Regions from separate parts of the Mus musculus genome. Here all the other regions are linked to region 1. The links are chromatin contacts, called in public ChIA-PET and Hi-C maps. All regions are on one chromosome and are shown on one strand. The core of a region is the stretch at or near the end of the contact, and the rest is flanking DNA. Distances in the headings are between cores, read along the strand shown. Region 1 overlaps Lrrfip1 (leucine rich repeat (in FLII) interacting protein 1). Region 2 holds the start of Hes6 (hairy and enhancer of split 6). Region 3 overlaps Col6a3 (collagen, type VI, alpha 3).

Evidence for each region. Hi-C and Micro-C count contacts between places; a contact is called where the count stands out from the background. ChIA-PET counts read pairs in DNA pulled down with a chosen protein or histone mark.
Region 2: an RNA polymerase II ChIA-PET map of memory CD8 T cells shows a contact between it and region 1, with 27 read pairs. The contact joins the promoter of Hes6 here to the enhancer-like site in region 1. A contact is called at or near these places in 4 of 115 datasets of contacts at active chromatin or transcription factors (large pre-B cells, memory CD8 T cells, pancreatic cancer cells and 1 more) and 1 of 9 other capture datasets (liver).
Region 3: a contact with region 1 is called in a Hi-C map of muscle stem cells, with 3 times the contacts expected there. The contact joins two enhancer-like sites. A contact is called at or near these places in 1 of 15 datasets of contacts at CTCF or cohesin (the NIH/3T3 cell line), 3 of 484 Hi-C or Micro-C datasets (embryonic stem cells and muscle stem cells) and 1 of 115 datasets of contacts at active chromatin or transcription factors (pancreatic cancer cells).

Annotation. Positions count from the first base shown.
Region 1 is chr1:91,093,257-91,097,967 of GRCm38.p6, reverse strand. Lrrfip1 (leucine rich repeat (in FLII) interacting protein 1) reads right to left here. Exons shown (of 25, transcript NM_001310732.1): 12 at 4,331-4,408. Among named protein-coding and RNA genes, the nearest start is that of Lrrfip1, 42 kb to the right of the region's middle. Within about 2 kb of position 2,092, at least 126 of the 459 cell types and tissues checked have an H3K27ac peak or open chromatin away from gene starts, as enhancers often do. A contact at or near this core is called in liver, memory CD8 T cells, muscle stem cells and 2 more, where this site is marked.
Region 2 is chr1:91,410,630-91,415,340 of GRCm38.p6, reverse strand. It overlaps Hes6 (hairy and enhancer of split 6), which reads left to right and starts at 2,119. Exons shown (of 4, transcript NM_019479.3): 1 at 2,119-2,284; 2 at 2,362-2,448; 3 at 2,539-2,620; 4 at 2,859-3,858. The coding sequence starts at 2,204. The coding sequence ends at 3,283.
Region 3 is chr1:90,836,240-90,840,950 of GRCm38.p6, reverse strand. The region is part of intron 1 of Col6a3 (collagen, type VI, alpha 3); the gene reads left to right. Among named protein-coding and RNA genes, the nearest start is that of Col6a3, 5.4 kb to the left of the region's middle. Within about 2 kb of position 2,165, at least 97 of the 459 cell types and tissues checked have an H3K27ac peak or open chromatin away from gene starts, as enhancers often do. A contact at or near this core is called in muscle stem cells, where this site is marked.

The DNA.
Region 1 (4,711 bases), core at 843-3,342:
GAGTTTACGGGATTGAGAGTAGCCTGAGATTCACTGCGTTGCCCAAGGTAGCCTTGAAATCAGGCTTCACCTTTCTCAGCCTCTCTAGTATTGGGATTACCATTATGAGCCACCATACTTGGTGGACCATAGGTTTTAGATCCAATCTCGTACCCATAGGTGCAAGCTTGCTCTCCACCTGGACCCTGCCTTGCCTCTTTAGACAACATGAATCACGGGGGCGGGGGTGGGGGGTGGGGGGGTGGGGGTGTCTTTGTTTTCAAATTCGAATGGGCAGACAGCTAGCTCAGCACTTTTCTATGAGTACACAAGACAGCAAGTCCTGGCTCCACCCGAGACATTCCTGAAGGATGCTTCAGATCTGTGGAAGCTCTCTTGGATTCCAGTGGGCTGTAGGGCTTAGATGAGGAGGATGCCCTAGGTGTCACCTGGCTCTGCTTGGCTGTGGTTCAAGCCTAGATCCTCTAACCCCAGCTTCTGCCTCTCTCCACGCACCTGCCCTCATGGCTCGTGCAGGTGCAACTGATGTTTATGTTATTTATTTGATGAACATCTTCTAGCCCAGTCTGTGTATCCCATGAAGGGCGAGGGCAGGTTTGCATTGCCTAACACTGTTGACTCATGACCAGACTATTCTAGGTGCTCAATTAACATGAGAAAAATATGGGGGGGGGGTGCGCGCGCATGTGTGCACTTCCTACATTTCTTTCTGTGGCTTTCCAACCAAAAGCAACTTGGGAAGGAAAAGCTTTATCTGGCTTGCACCCCCCAGGACACAGTCTGCCATAGAGGGGGCACCAGGGCAGGAACTTGGAGGTAGGAACCATGGCTAGCTTTTTTATAAAACCCAGGACTGTCTAGGGATGGTATCGCCTACAGTAGGCAGCACCCCCTACAGCAATTAAAATCATCTTTTACAGACCAACATGGTAAAGACAATTACTCCATTGAGACTCTGGTTTCAGGTGATTCTAGGCTGTGCTGACAGTTAACACTAATTAGGATGGAAAGGCTAAGTGGAGGTGGGGACGGAGTTACAGAAGAATGGGAGTGGAGTGGGGAGTGGTGCTGGAATGAGGTGGAACTCCGTCCCCTGCCACTTACATTCGGGCTGATGCATCTTGGCTCTCCTAAGAATTGTATCATTGGGAGCCCCAAACCTTTAGTCTTAGCCCTTGCAGTAGCCTATGGACACAGAGGTATATTCACGTTTTTAAAGGGGAATGAACCATCACTTCCTTTGTTTGGTGACTTTTACTCTTCGGTTGCACCACCCTGCCCCCAGTGTGTAGCACTGCCTCACTTCCTGTCTGACAGATGCAAGATGCAAAGCCTTGAGGGCTGCAGCTGACTTTTGCATTTTCTTCTGTCTTTGGCTCCTGGTAATTACTCCTGGTGAAATACTAAGCCGGGGGTATTTTCCAAGAACCAATATGGACACCAAAAACTATGTCCTATTATGGCTGGGGCAGCTCAAACCAAGCAAAAACATATGCCTTTCAGGGGGCTACTTCATCTGAAGGAGTTTATTTCTGCCTACTTGCCCCAAGTCAGGAGCAGGAGCTGTGACGTGGTGTTAACTCCATCTTTTAACCCCTGCCTTGCTGCACATCCTACTGCATGGGTCTCCCACAGAGGCCAGGATGGAGAGGTCACTGTATCCTTGTTTGTTCCAAGGACAGAGGGTGACAAACCCAGCATCTTGGTGCCTAAAAAAGCATAAAGAAAGAATAGAATCAGCCCTGTTGTTTCTAAGATTCAGGTCCAGCATTAACATAATGCTTTTCTGTGTCCCAGGGCTATGTATGCACTGGGAAGGTGGGTGTGCAATTTGGATCGGCTTTTAACAAAGTGTCAATGAAGCATGTCCAGCTTTGCTGGTGGGAAGAAACCCAGAAGCTCCTGTTCAGACTTGTGGGTCTTCCTGCCTGAGAGGGAGGAGTAGTCAGGAGCAGGCCTGGGAGAGGGACCTGGCAAAGGCTAGTGACCCTCCCACTGACTGAAGAATTTCCTGGAGGCTGCCCTGCATTTGCAGAGGGGTCACTGCACCTGAGAACCATACCCAGGAGGCTCCCCAGTTAGTGTGGAGGTACCTGGCTGTTGTGAGGTGCCAGGTTGAGTTGGGAGGCCAGCCAGTTTTCCACACATCTTTGCGCTGACCTTTGCTCACTAAATGACAACAGAAATAATGATCGAAAGATCTTTAGGGCAACAAATAAACAAACAGGTGACTGGAGAAGGGGAGGGGGGACATCTACTGATTATCTCTGCAACAGACTTAGCAGCCTTCACCGGAGGGAATACAGAGCTCTGCTGGATTGATGCATTTCTCACAGTAGCACAGAAGGGAAAGTATGACCACACCTCCAGTTCCCCACATCACAGAGATCACTTCTCTTGCCTCACAGGCTGCAGAGACCAAGACATACAATGCATGCCTCTGTGAGGAAATAACAGCCAAACTTGTTTCATGTGTGTAAATTTTCCACAGATCTGGAAAGTGCACACACAACAAAAGGATCCGAATCTGACTTCAGTCTTTCCAGTCACAGAAACCATGAACATTCCCACATCATGACCTCATCTTGATACTTAAATAAATCCAAGGGCCACGCCTAGTGATGACAAATCAGCCACCCCAGACAGTCATTGCTGGGGCAGCGGGGTGGGGTGGGGTGGGGTGGGGTGGGGTGGAGGAGGTGTTGTTAAGAATCTTTGAAAGTAAAGCTACAAACTTCTTTTGATTGCAAACACTCCACTTATTCCTCAAGTGTACAGTTGACTATTACGCACAAGAAAGAGGATTCTACACTAAAACAAATCCAATGAGCTCATCTATGCAAGTGCTGTATCTTGGGTCTGCTGCATTCTGGGATGCAGGAACCAATCCTGGGCAGTATAGTGTTCAGGAACTGAGTTCTAAACTATGTATTTATGTCTGAGCCCAGCAAAAGAGATTGGCCTGGACTGTCTGCACTTTCCACTCATGGCTTTCAAAATGTGGGCCTCCCTCCACCCACACTGATGCTATAGCCTGGGTGTGTCTCCCTACCACAGCCAAAACTGTCTGGTCAGGTGTGGTGCATATGATACACCTGTAGCCTCAGCACTTGGGATGTGGAAGCAGTCGGGATAGGAATTCAAAGATATCTTCAACTATATAGTGAATTCAAGGCCATTTGGGGATAGAAGAAAAAAACCAAGGGGCTGGGGAGGTGGCTCAGTTGGTAAAGTATTTGCTATGAGGCATGATGAGGACCTGAGTTTAATCTCTAGCAACACATTTTAAAAAGAAGAAGAGGGACGAGGAGAAGGAAGAAGAAGAGGAGGAAGAAGAGAAGAAAGAGGAAGAGGAGAGAGAGGAGGAAGAGGGAAGAAGAGGAGGAAGAAGAGGAAGAGGAGGAGGAGCAGGAGGAGGAGGAAGAGGAGGAGGGTGGGGGAAGAAGAGTAGGAGGAGGAAGCGGCAGCAGTAGAGGCAGCAGCTGGCTTTGTGGTATACAGCTGTAATTCCAGCATCCATGTAGGAGTATTCCGGGTACTTGCTGACTAGCCAGAAAATCAGCAAGAACCAGGCCTGGTGAGAAGCTCTGTCCCAAAATATTTATGTTAACAGCAATAGAGCAAGATAGCAGATATCTCCCCACACATCCCACAACCATACACAAAATAATTCCTTGGTTAGATAATGTTAAAGTAGCCTCAAAGGAAGCCACCGATCGGGTGACGAACTGTGTTCTTTGGCCTTGGTTCCTTCTGCCATGTCTGGCATGTGGTGAGCCACAGATAGGAGAGAAGGGTCCCAGTGACACTTTCTAAGCAGTTTTCGAGCAAATGTGACACCAGGTAACCTAAGCAGTAATGAGAACAGCAAGACACTTCCAGGCTTGTACTTTAAAACTTGTCAGGGTCTGATCTGATAACCTCATTACTTTAAAGGCCATGCTAAATTCCGGAGTTAAGCCTCCAAAATTTTAAATTGTAAAAAATAGTACATGTACACCTGTAGCCACAGTCTATGTATGCTACAGCCCAGCATGGACTCTCCCTCTCAAGCCTCATTTCTGAGCATCACGAATAACTTCCCTTCTGTTATAGTCCTTGAGACTATACCCTTACCCCCAAGAGCATCTTCTAAACTCAAAACCATTTCCCAATCCCAGACCTGAAATAAAACGAGAGGCTTCTAGCTTTATCTTTTGCTGGTTTTCAAAGACAGTGGTCATTTCTAAGGCACAGAAGGATAAGGGGTAGGGGCAAGAGGAAAAGAACAGGGAAGTGGAGGGGAAGAAGGAAGGAAGTGGAAGGGCAGCAGGGCAGGAAGCATACTTACCACAGGACTGGCCCTTGCAGAGCTGGCCCTAGAAGAGGCCCGGGAGCTGGAGTTGAGGTGGCTGCCATATTCTGAGGGCTGTCACCGAGCCACCACAGGATGCACAGATAGAAACAAAGGAACAGGGTCAGCAAAGAGGCAAAAAGATCAAAAGCCACCAAGATCACACTTCAGTCAGTGTGGGGGTTAGCCACACACATAGCAGAAAGGAAAAAGAGGTTAGGGTTAGAGGACAAACCAGGCTTGGAAAAGAAGCCCATGTCTGCCACATGCTCAGGTAAACATCTATCAAAGATAAGAAACAATTGCACAGGGTAGAGATGCAGGAAAACACCAAGCATCATCCTACTTGGGTAGGTACCACATCTTATGTGTTCACCA
Region 2 (4,711 bases), core at 870-3,369, 320 kb before region 1:
CAGCCTTGTGAGAGCTACTCTGAAGAGACCTGCTTCCCTTTCCTCTCTCCAAACCAGGGTCCCAGGGACCGGAGCAGAGGGGCAACATGACACTGGACCTCACTCACGGTCTGCTTCTGGGTGCTCTGAACCTGCCTTCTGACTGCAAGTACTGGTGCAGTCTGACACAAAGTTCTCGTGGCAGGTAGGACTGCTTCACTGTTCCTTTGGAGGACTCTTAATTGAACTTTACGGCCAGAAGGACTGCCCCTCTCCTTTCTCTTCAAACCAAAAGGAAATTCTTGGGGTCTCCTGGGCAGATTGCCCACAAAGCCCTTGGAAGTCTGCAGGCCTACAGCTGCCTTTGTCCCTCTGGGGATTTACAGCCTGTTAATTTCTGCTGCTAACTAGTCACCCTGTGGCCATCATGGCCTTGCCTAGCCTCTGGGGTTCTCTGTTCCTGCCTGGGGGGGGGGGGGGGGATTAAAAGGCCCTACTACTAAGGAAATCTGCATGCAGGCAAACTTTGAAGGTAGGGTATGGTTCAGGGGACAAATGGCAGGAACTAGTAGTTTAACTGAGGGAGGTGAACAGGAGAAGGGTTTCCTGAGCCTGAGATGGGGTGAGTAGTCACGCTGCTGGGACCAATGGAGTCTAAGCCACTTGGCTAATGGAGTCACTAAAATAAAATAAATTGATGCCTGCTTGTACTTTCCCTTCCTCAAAGGTCTTCCAGCCAGGCTGACTGAAGCACCAGTTACCAAGACCTCAACGGTGCCCAGGCAGGCAGCCACTGAAGTGCTTAGTGGTGTCCAGGCCTAAGGATGGAGTATGTAAAGGCTGATTAGGAGCTGGCTCCTTGTCCTGGCTCTAAAGCAGCAGCCGAAATCCAAGAACGCTGGAGCAGAGCCAGGGGTTCCGAGGGGGCGCGCGCGCGCGCACACACACACACACACACACACACACACACACACACACCCCTCCCGCGGCGAGGCAGGGCCGGCAGATGGACCGCCGACGACGCGGGGCTTGGGCGTCTGGCCGACACAGGCGTGCCTGTTGCAGCCTGCAGGACAAAGCCAGCTAGACAAAGGCGCGGCCAACACCTGTCGCTCCTGGCCGGCCTGCCGCTTTTCTCTGCGGAAGCGGCTGCAGCTGCCAACTGTCACGGGCATCAAGTTACTGGGGCCAGACAGCAGCCTCGGCCTGCAGGAACCAAGAATAGAAGGGGGAGGAGCTGAGAGGGACTGGGGGTAGTGGGGATGGGGGACTCTAAGGGGACTCGCGGGGAAGGGAGGTGAGCGTGGAGAGGGGTTGGGGAACAGGGATGTGTGAGACCACCGCAAAGAGGATGCGGAGGAACTAGAGGGAAATGAGAGGCGCTTAGGCGGGTACGGGGTGATGAACAAGGAAGGAGAAGCTTGACTGGGGGCAGTTGGGGTGGGGTTAAAATAGACAAGGTAGTGGTTGGGTAAGTGACTTAGAGCACAGAGAAATAGAGATTTAGTAAGAACGACCGCGGACCTTGGAGTAAGAAGGTTATAGGTGTCTTAATGGGTCCAAAAGGACACACAAGGGTCCTGTTCCTGCTGCTAAATTGGCTCGTACTTTCCCCGGACTTTGCACTCTCGCCACCGGTGACCCGAAGCCCCTTCCAGGTCCCGAGGTCACGGACTTGACTTTGGCACTGCCCTGTCTGAAGTCAGCTCTGGGACTGGAGCGCTATTCTCGAGAGCACTTTTGGTGAACCAAGGGAAGCAAATGCCCTGTAGGAATGGATGGGTGAAGAGGTGGGTGGAAGGGCGGCATGGATAGATATACGGACCGAAGGATGTATAGCTAAGTCCGAGCTTACAGGCAGGCAGGTCTGGCCTCATAACTCAGCGAAAGGAAGTACAAGCACACCAGCAAGAGAGAAGCCGGAGGTCACTGCCCAGGAGTCCTGCCCGGCCTAAGTGGCAGGAGGTCTGGCTGTGGGCTCCGCCCCGCCAGCTGCCAGAGACCCGCGGGGCCTGACAAAGCGCGCCGCTCTCATTGGCTACAGGCTGCCTCACGGCTGGCCTCTCCGACCACGCACAGCCAATCGGTGCATTGACATGTAAATAAGTTGCTATAAAATGGGCGGGGTCCCGCGGGCCGGAAGACTCCGGAGAGCTAGTGGGGCCTCCGGGCTGCGACCCACCTCGCTGAGTAGTTTGCACTAGGGCGCCGGGCTCCGTAGACCATGGCTCCGTCCCAGGCGCCCAGCCGGGACCGTGCAGGCCAGGAGGATGAGGACCGCTGGGAAGCACGGGGGGACCGCAAGGTGCGGACAGGGGCTACGGGTGGATGGGCTTGGGGGAGGTTGCGCGGGCCAGGGGGCTCAGTAGCCGCTTCCCACAGGCCCGGAAGCCCCTGGTGGAGAAGAAGCGACGCGCACGGATCAACGAGAGTCTTCAGGAGCTGCGGCTGCTGCTGGCCGGTACCGAGGTGCGACGGGAAAGGTGCAGGGGGGAGGGGGACCTTCAGGGTGCACCCCGAAGCGCACGGCCGGACTCAACTCCCTTCCCCTCTGCGCAGGTGCAGGCCAAGCTAGAGAACGCCGAGGTTCTGGAGCTGACCGTGAGGCGCGTGCAGGGCGCGCTGCGAGGCCGGGCGCGCGGTGAGTGGCGGCGGGGATCGAGGGCGGGGGCGCTGACCGGGCACGCCTGCCACCCAACAGCGGGACACGTCGGCTCCCGGAGCCCCGGTCCTATCCATGGCAAGGGCTTCCCCCAGAACGGGACACGCTACTGTGTCTCCTGGGTGAGCCCCGAACCCGCGGAGCGGATCGTCCGAGCCACGATAGTCACTGCTCACGGTGCGGGACGCTGCTCTCTTCTTCCCACCCTCCTGCACAGAGCGGGAGCAGCTGCAGGCTGAAGCAAGCGAGCGCTTCGCTGCTGGCTACATCCAGTGCATGCATGAGGTGCACACGTTCGTGTCCACGTGCCAAGCCATCGATGCCACTGTCTCAGCTGAACTCCTGAACCACCTGCTAGAATCCATGCCGCTGCGTGAGGGTAGCAGCTTTCAGGATCTGCTGGGGGACTCCCTAGCTGGGCTGCCTGGAGGCTCTGGGAGGAGCAGCTGGCCTCCAGGAGGGTCCCCAGAATCCCCATTGTCCAGTCCCCCAGGTCCCGGGGACGACCTGTGTTCTGACCTAGAGGAGATCCCAGAGGCTGAACTAAACCGGGTGCCTGCTGAGGGGCCGGATTTGGTGTCTACATCCTTAGGCAGCCTGACTGCAGCTCGCCGGGCTCAGAGTGTGTGGAGGCCTTGGTGACCAACACTTACCAGGGACCTGTGAATGGTGGCTGCCATCCTTAAGTTTGCTTCCTCCCTGGGTATCAGATAAGGTGGAGACAGCTCAGGATGCCCCCCAGGTATGCCCTCCCCACTCTCCAACAGATGACTTGAATGACAACCCTAATGGCCAGGCCCTGCAGGTCCCTAGCACTATTTTTTCGTGGACCCTAGAGCTCTGGATGGTGGCTGGGGGGCCAGGGGGTGCACTAAAGAAAGACAGGAGACTTTTGGAGAGCTGCCAGGGCTCCCTCGTGTTCACCTCTCCCTGCCTTTTGGGCATTCTGAGGATCTAGGGCAGAAGTGGCCAATCTTGAGACTGAGCATTAGGGTCCTGGGCAGGGACACACAGGCCACAGCAATCCTGACCTGAAAGGAAGTTCAGATTTGCTACTTTGGCTATGAGACCAGGGGAGGCGGGCATATTCTGCGGTCACTGAAGCTGCTCCTCGTTTGTAACACAGTTGCGCGCGTGTGAGTTTGGTTGCCATCCCATCGATGCTCCAACCGAATTAAATAAAGAACTTTGGAGTTAGTTGCTCCTGGTGTACTGTCATTGATGTGTCCAATGTGTGAATGTTCAACTGCATCCAACACTAGTGTATACCTTTTTAAAGGGCCCACCCTTTGTTAGCAAAGTGTATTCGTGTGGTGCTGATAGAGATGTCCCCACTGCTGGCCAGGTCCTCTGTGTTCCCCCACTTTCCTAGGAGTATGTGTCCTTGAGGATTCCACTAGCATCAGGTTTGTCTCCAGGGTAACTAAGCCGTAGGGAGAAGATCTGTCCTTGTACTGTTCTCTCCTGAGCTCCCAGGACTAACGCTGGTGGCTAGTTGCTAGTTCTTTGCCTTGGGCCCAGACAAATTGGGACTGAGGTTAGGTTAGACTCTGGAAATCAGAATCCTCAGGAAGAAAGAAGTGGATAGGATGGGTATGTAGTATGCCTACAGATAATCAGTTGACAGCAATCACTGGCACCATTAGAAAGCCTCCTTCCCTCCAGGATCCCAAAACACATGGTTTTCACTAGGCTGCAAGCAGGCTTTAGGATTGTCATCTTAGGTCATGTGCCTTTAAGAGCATCTTTCTCAAAAGCTTCAGGTCCTCCGGTGTTTTAGGATTTTGGGGTTCATCTCTATGCCAGGTTAGAAATCCACGCAACCTAATCTTAGCATTGGGGCTGAGCTGTGGGCACCTGGGGGAATGGAAATGTTATTCCTGGGATTATTTTCTTTACCTCAAACTAGTGTAGAGTTCCAGGGGGACATAGATAATGGGCCCTCTTGCGTGGCTTCTATCATTATCGAGAGGACAAAGCACTGATGCCACTGTTGAAGGCATTGAAGGAGCACCTCGCTCTGATCTCAGCACTTGCATCTTTCCACAGGCCCCTGGACAAAGGGGAGGC
Region 3 (4,711 bases), core at 916-3,415, 260 kb after region 1:
TAGGTGTCTGCAGTGGCCAGAGGTGTTGGATCCCTCTGGAGCTGGAGTTGCGGGTGGTTGTGAGCAACCTCACATCGGAACTAAACTCAGGTCCGGTGCGAGAGCAATGAGTGCTCTCACCCGCTGAGCCCTCTCTCCAGGCCTGCTCCAGGTTCTAACACACATTGTTAAAGTACATGAGGACATTTCTCTCTATTCTGCTTATCCTCTTATAAAGCTTCTTGGTGCTGCTCATGGTCCAAACCCCAAGTGATAATTCCCCATAAAACCCACTGCCATCCCGATCATGGCAGTGAGTATCTTGTTGGGGAGTGCCAGCCAGGTCCTGGTTCTTAAAAAGAGAGATCCTCTGTAGCAATGAATTTTATGTTAGGTTTTAAAACTGAAACTCTTAATGCATCCCAATATCCCGGGTCTGTTTTGGGAAAGGAAGTTTGAGTGGGCACATGGCTGCTTCTGGGAATGCATTCTGGACTCTTTTCTCTAGAGGGCAGTGTATCCCTTGGCGTGCCTGGAAAATCCAAGTTCCTGGCGGTTTCCAGGGTGGGGTTTCAGGGCTCATAGGGAGTCAACAATTTACACCCCAGCTTGTGGGTGGCAGCTAGGATTGGCTGTTCCAGCCCAGTCTCTGTGCCGGGCATACATTTAAAATTCCATTTTTCTTCCTTGCTTGTGTATGAGCATTCAGAAATGAAATTATGCCTTCATACAACACATTCTCTGCTCTTAAGTAATTCCAGGTCAAGAGCATCGGGCAACTGGCAAATTTTAAAGGAAACATTGCCTGAATCTAAGTTATAAGCGCTCCCATGGAAAACATGGGGACTAAAGCATGCTCGCACACACACTGTATAGTCTCTTATTTGAACCCCGGAGAAGGTATTAACGTCCCCTAATCTGATAGCTCTTGAAGGGTGCACAGTCTGCCCTTTGCTGCTCTTCCCAGCAGAGAAACATATTTGAAAGAATTTCACATAACCATCTCATTTCACATAAACATCTCATTTTAAGTATTTGATGATTAAAATACATTGTCGACTCTCTGACTTTTCATCATTTATCAGAGAGGCCCTGAGGCACTGAATTTCATCTCAGAGTACCGCTACCTTCTCTTAGTTGTCCCACAACATGGTCTCAGGATTGCTTATCAATCAGGCTCCAGGATGCTAAGTTTCAAGATCAGGTTGGCAAAATTCATGACTTCTGTTTGGCTATTGAGATAGCGCAGAGAACATTGTCTTGGTGTCTTTCTGGGGTCATGGGATGTGTTACTCAGAGAGGTGACATGCTGGTGTGTGGCTACAGTGTTAGGAGCAGTAATAAAGCCAGCCCCACCCAATGTTCTGCGCCTGCCTGATGGATTCCACCAAGCATGCACGCAGGACCCAGGCATGGGGGCAGGGTGGGATGAATAGGCCTTAAGAAATACCGTGGAAGAAAGGTATCTTATGTTTCCCACGTTTTCTTTGGAGTAGATGTGGCAGCGGAGTCACTGTTGTTTGAAAAACTCTGGAGGATCTGGGATCTATAGCTCCTTGGTGTGGGGGGGGGGGAGTGGTTCCCTGTGCCATGGAATCTAGAAGTGGTAACGCATGTCTAGAATCCCAGCGTTTTGAAGATGGAGATAGGGGGATCAGAAATTCAGGGCTAGTCTTGGCTACAGTGTGAGTTTCAGGCCAGGCAGGGTGACATATGTGAAACTGTCTCAAGAAAAAAAAAATATTTGGATGTTCGAAAAATGGGAGAAATGAAACAAATAGAGAATGCTTTGCCAAGTCACCATCCACCATTCACCTTGCAGCGTCTGGCTGTGTGGTGCCCAGTGCCATCCTCTCTCCTCACTAACTTTAGCAATCAGGAAATATGGGGAGCTGTTTGTGAGCTGGAAGTGACCAGGGAAAGCCTCACTGGGAGCCATCTTTGTGGAGCCTCCCCCCACCATGTGCTCTGTATCCCCGATTTCCACAGTCCCAGTGCTTTGGGAATTGTCCGCTGGAAGGAAGAGCTCATGGGCCACTTTAATTTCAGAATTGACCAGCAGCTGGAGATGACTCAGGTCTCAGGGGGAACTATTCCAGGAAACTGGCTTTTCACTTCTGGAACCTTCTCTAGTTGAGTCAGCAACCAGCACTGGCATCTGGAGTCAGCTCCACTTAAACCCACCTATGGCCTTACAGGGAATGTGGAATGTCAGAGACCTGCTCAGTCAGACGCAGTGGCTGCAGATATAGCACAGGAGTCCGGGGATCCCTGCCAGGGCACACAGTTTTGTTTTACTTCTAAGTAGTAACTCTAGGAGAGGTTACTGGGAGAGACAGTAAGGAGGTAGACAAACTGATACAAGATCTGTCTACTTAGGATGAGTTTTTCTCTCACACCTGAAAGCCAGCAAAGACGGTAACTTTTCCTTGGGCTGTGAGATGCCGTGGCCGCTCGCTTTCACGATTCTGTGGCGGCACACATGGTTTTCAGAGGCTGGTGGAACTCGAGTCCCTTGCCAAGAAAGGAAGAAATGGGATAAATGTGAGACGTGCCGAGAGCTAGAGCCAACTGTGGCCTGTGTCGTGGGCTGGGAAGGAGTGGCTGCTTGCATAATTGCTTGTGAAGCAGTTTGTAGCAGGCTCTCTCCCTGACTGTTAAAACCCAGGCAGTCTCTGCCTAATGGTTATAATTAGCTGGGGAAACGGGCACAGCGTCTCCTCATCTGGTTTCCACACAGTTCATAGAATGCCTTTTATGTTCCATGGTGGCCTCTGGTACGACAGATTCAGAGCTTTCTGCTTCATGGTTATTTTTGTGTATCTTAGGAGTATATTTTCAAGCCCGTTTCTAAATATCTCGACGATTAGTCTGGAGTTGGCTCCTGCTCCCTCTTTAGAGGACAGGGGCTTATGTAGCCCAGGATGGCCCCTCTAACTCACCATGTAGCTTTCTCACCTTGAATTCCGGAAATTCTTGCCTCTGCTTTCCGAGTGCTGCTTCTAGAGAAGGAAAGAAGCTAACCCCCGAGGGGCTTAGCATGCGTCTGAGGGGCTCCCTGTCTTCTCTGCGGAGGTCTCACTGTGAGAGGTGGCCACACCCTCTCTCCAACGTCTCAGTAGCATCCCATGATGGCTGCTAAGCATCTGGGCATTGCTCTGTGAGGTCCCACCAGGAGGAGCCAGCACCCTCCCGTGCTGGTAGGTGACAAGGAGGGGGGTTGCTCATGTAGGATCATATAAGATCAGAAATGTTGAAAGAATTTGTGGTCACAGGAAAGATGTAGATTCAAATTGTTGTTGTCGAGCACTGTCACAGAACAAAAATGCAAGGCAATGGCTGTCAATCAAACAGAACAATCTCAATTTCAGATGCGTTTCTTTAAAAGGTGTGTCTCAAATCATTTGCTTTTGAAGGTTTCTGCAAAGTTGTGCCATCCAGTGCCATAGTAAACCCCACCCTCTTCTCTTAGGCCTCACCATAGGATCTCTGCAACTAAGGAGTCTGTGAGAGGCAATGAGGGAAAGATTTCTTTTTATCGCTAAGTGGTGGCTTCCCAGCCTGTGGGAGGCAGAGGCAGGTGCGTCTCTGAGTTTAAGGCCAGCCTGGTCTACAGAGAAAATTCCAGGACAGCCAGGGCTACATAGAGAAACCCTGTCTGGAAAAACAAAATTACCTCCCAAACAAACAAACCAACAACAAAAATCCAAAAAACCCAAACAAACAAACAAACAAACAAACCTACATAAAACAGGCCCTGAAGCCAGGGATGCCCCTCACTTGGCAGGATGATTGCTTAGCATACTCGAAACCCAAGTTGTACCTGCTCTGAGTCTCTAGCTAGTACCAAATACACCATGGCGCTGCGTGCCTACAGTCCCAGGACTCAGGAGGTGGAGACAAGGTGGGTCTTAGAGTTTGAGGCCCACCTGGTCTATAGAGTAAGTCCCAGGATAGCCATGGCACCACAAAGAAATCTTGTCTCGAAATGCCAAAAATTGTTTTAAAAAATTAATTAACTAATTAATTGTGTGTGTGACCATGGCCCACAGAGACTCTTGAAACTAGAGTTTCAGGTTGTCATGAGTTGCCTGATACAGGTGCCAAGAATAGAACTTGGGGCCTCTGCAAGGACAGTGCATCCTCTTAATTGCTGAGCCCCCGCAGCCTCCGCCGCCCGCAGTCCCTATTTTGATTCTTAAAAGTCCAGAAATGAGAGTAGTAAAGGCCAGGGTAAGGTAGCACCCTGAACTCTACTGCAATTTGAGATTTCATTCCACAATGGGGAGGGGGGAGGCCAAGGGAGGCTCTGGCCGCGGCCCCAGTTTAAGTGGGACAGTGAGGTGTTAATGGAGGCTTCAGAACTCTATAGGAGAGCTGCCTGGCTTCTTAAAGCGTTGCCTGGAGACAAATGAAATGAAAGACTTCAAAATGGGAGCTCTGGATGCACTTAAGTCTTTGTTTCAAAATTATTTCCTCATGTGTGTGTGTGTGTGTGTCTTAGAAAAAAAGATTTCCTAACATGGAAAATGGAAATGCTTTTGAGGAGGCTTAATGAAAACTAATTTCACAGAATTGCAAAATGGCCTGGGAAAGTCTGTGCGATACACTTATGATTGCAAGCTGAAGACTGTGTAGGGCAACCTTGATGAGAAGGAGTCTCTTGGGACCTCAAGTGGGTAGCAACCACATGGGAAAAGACACTTCAACTTTGTGAAAAAGAGACAGAGAA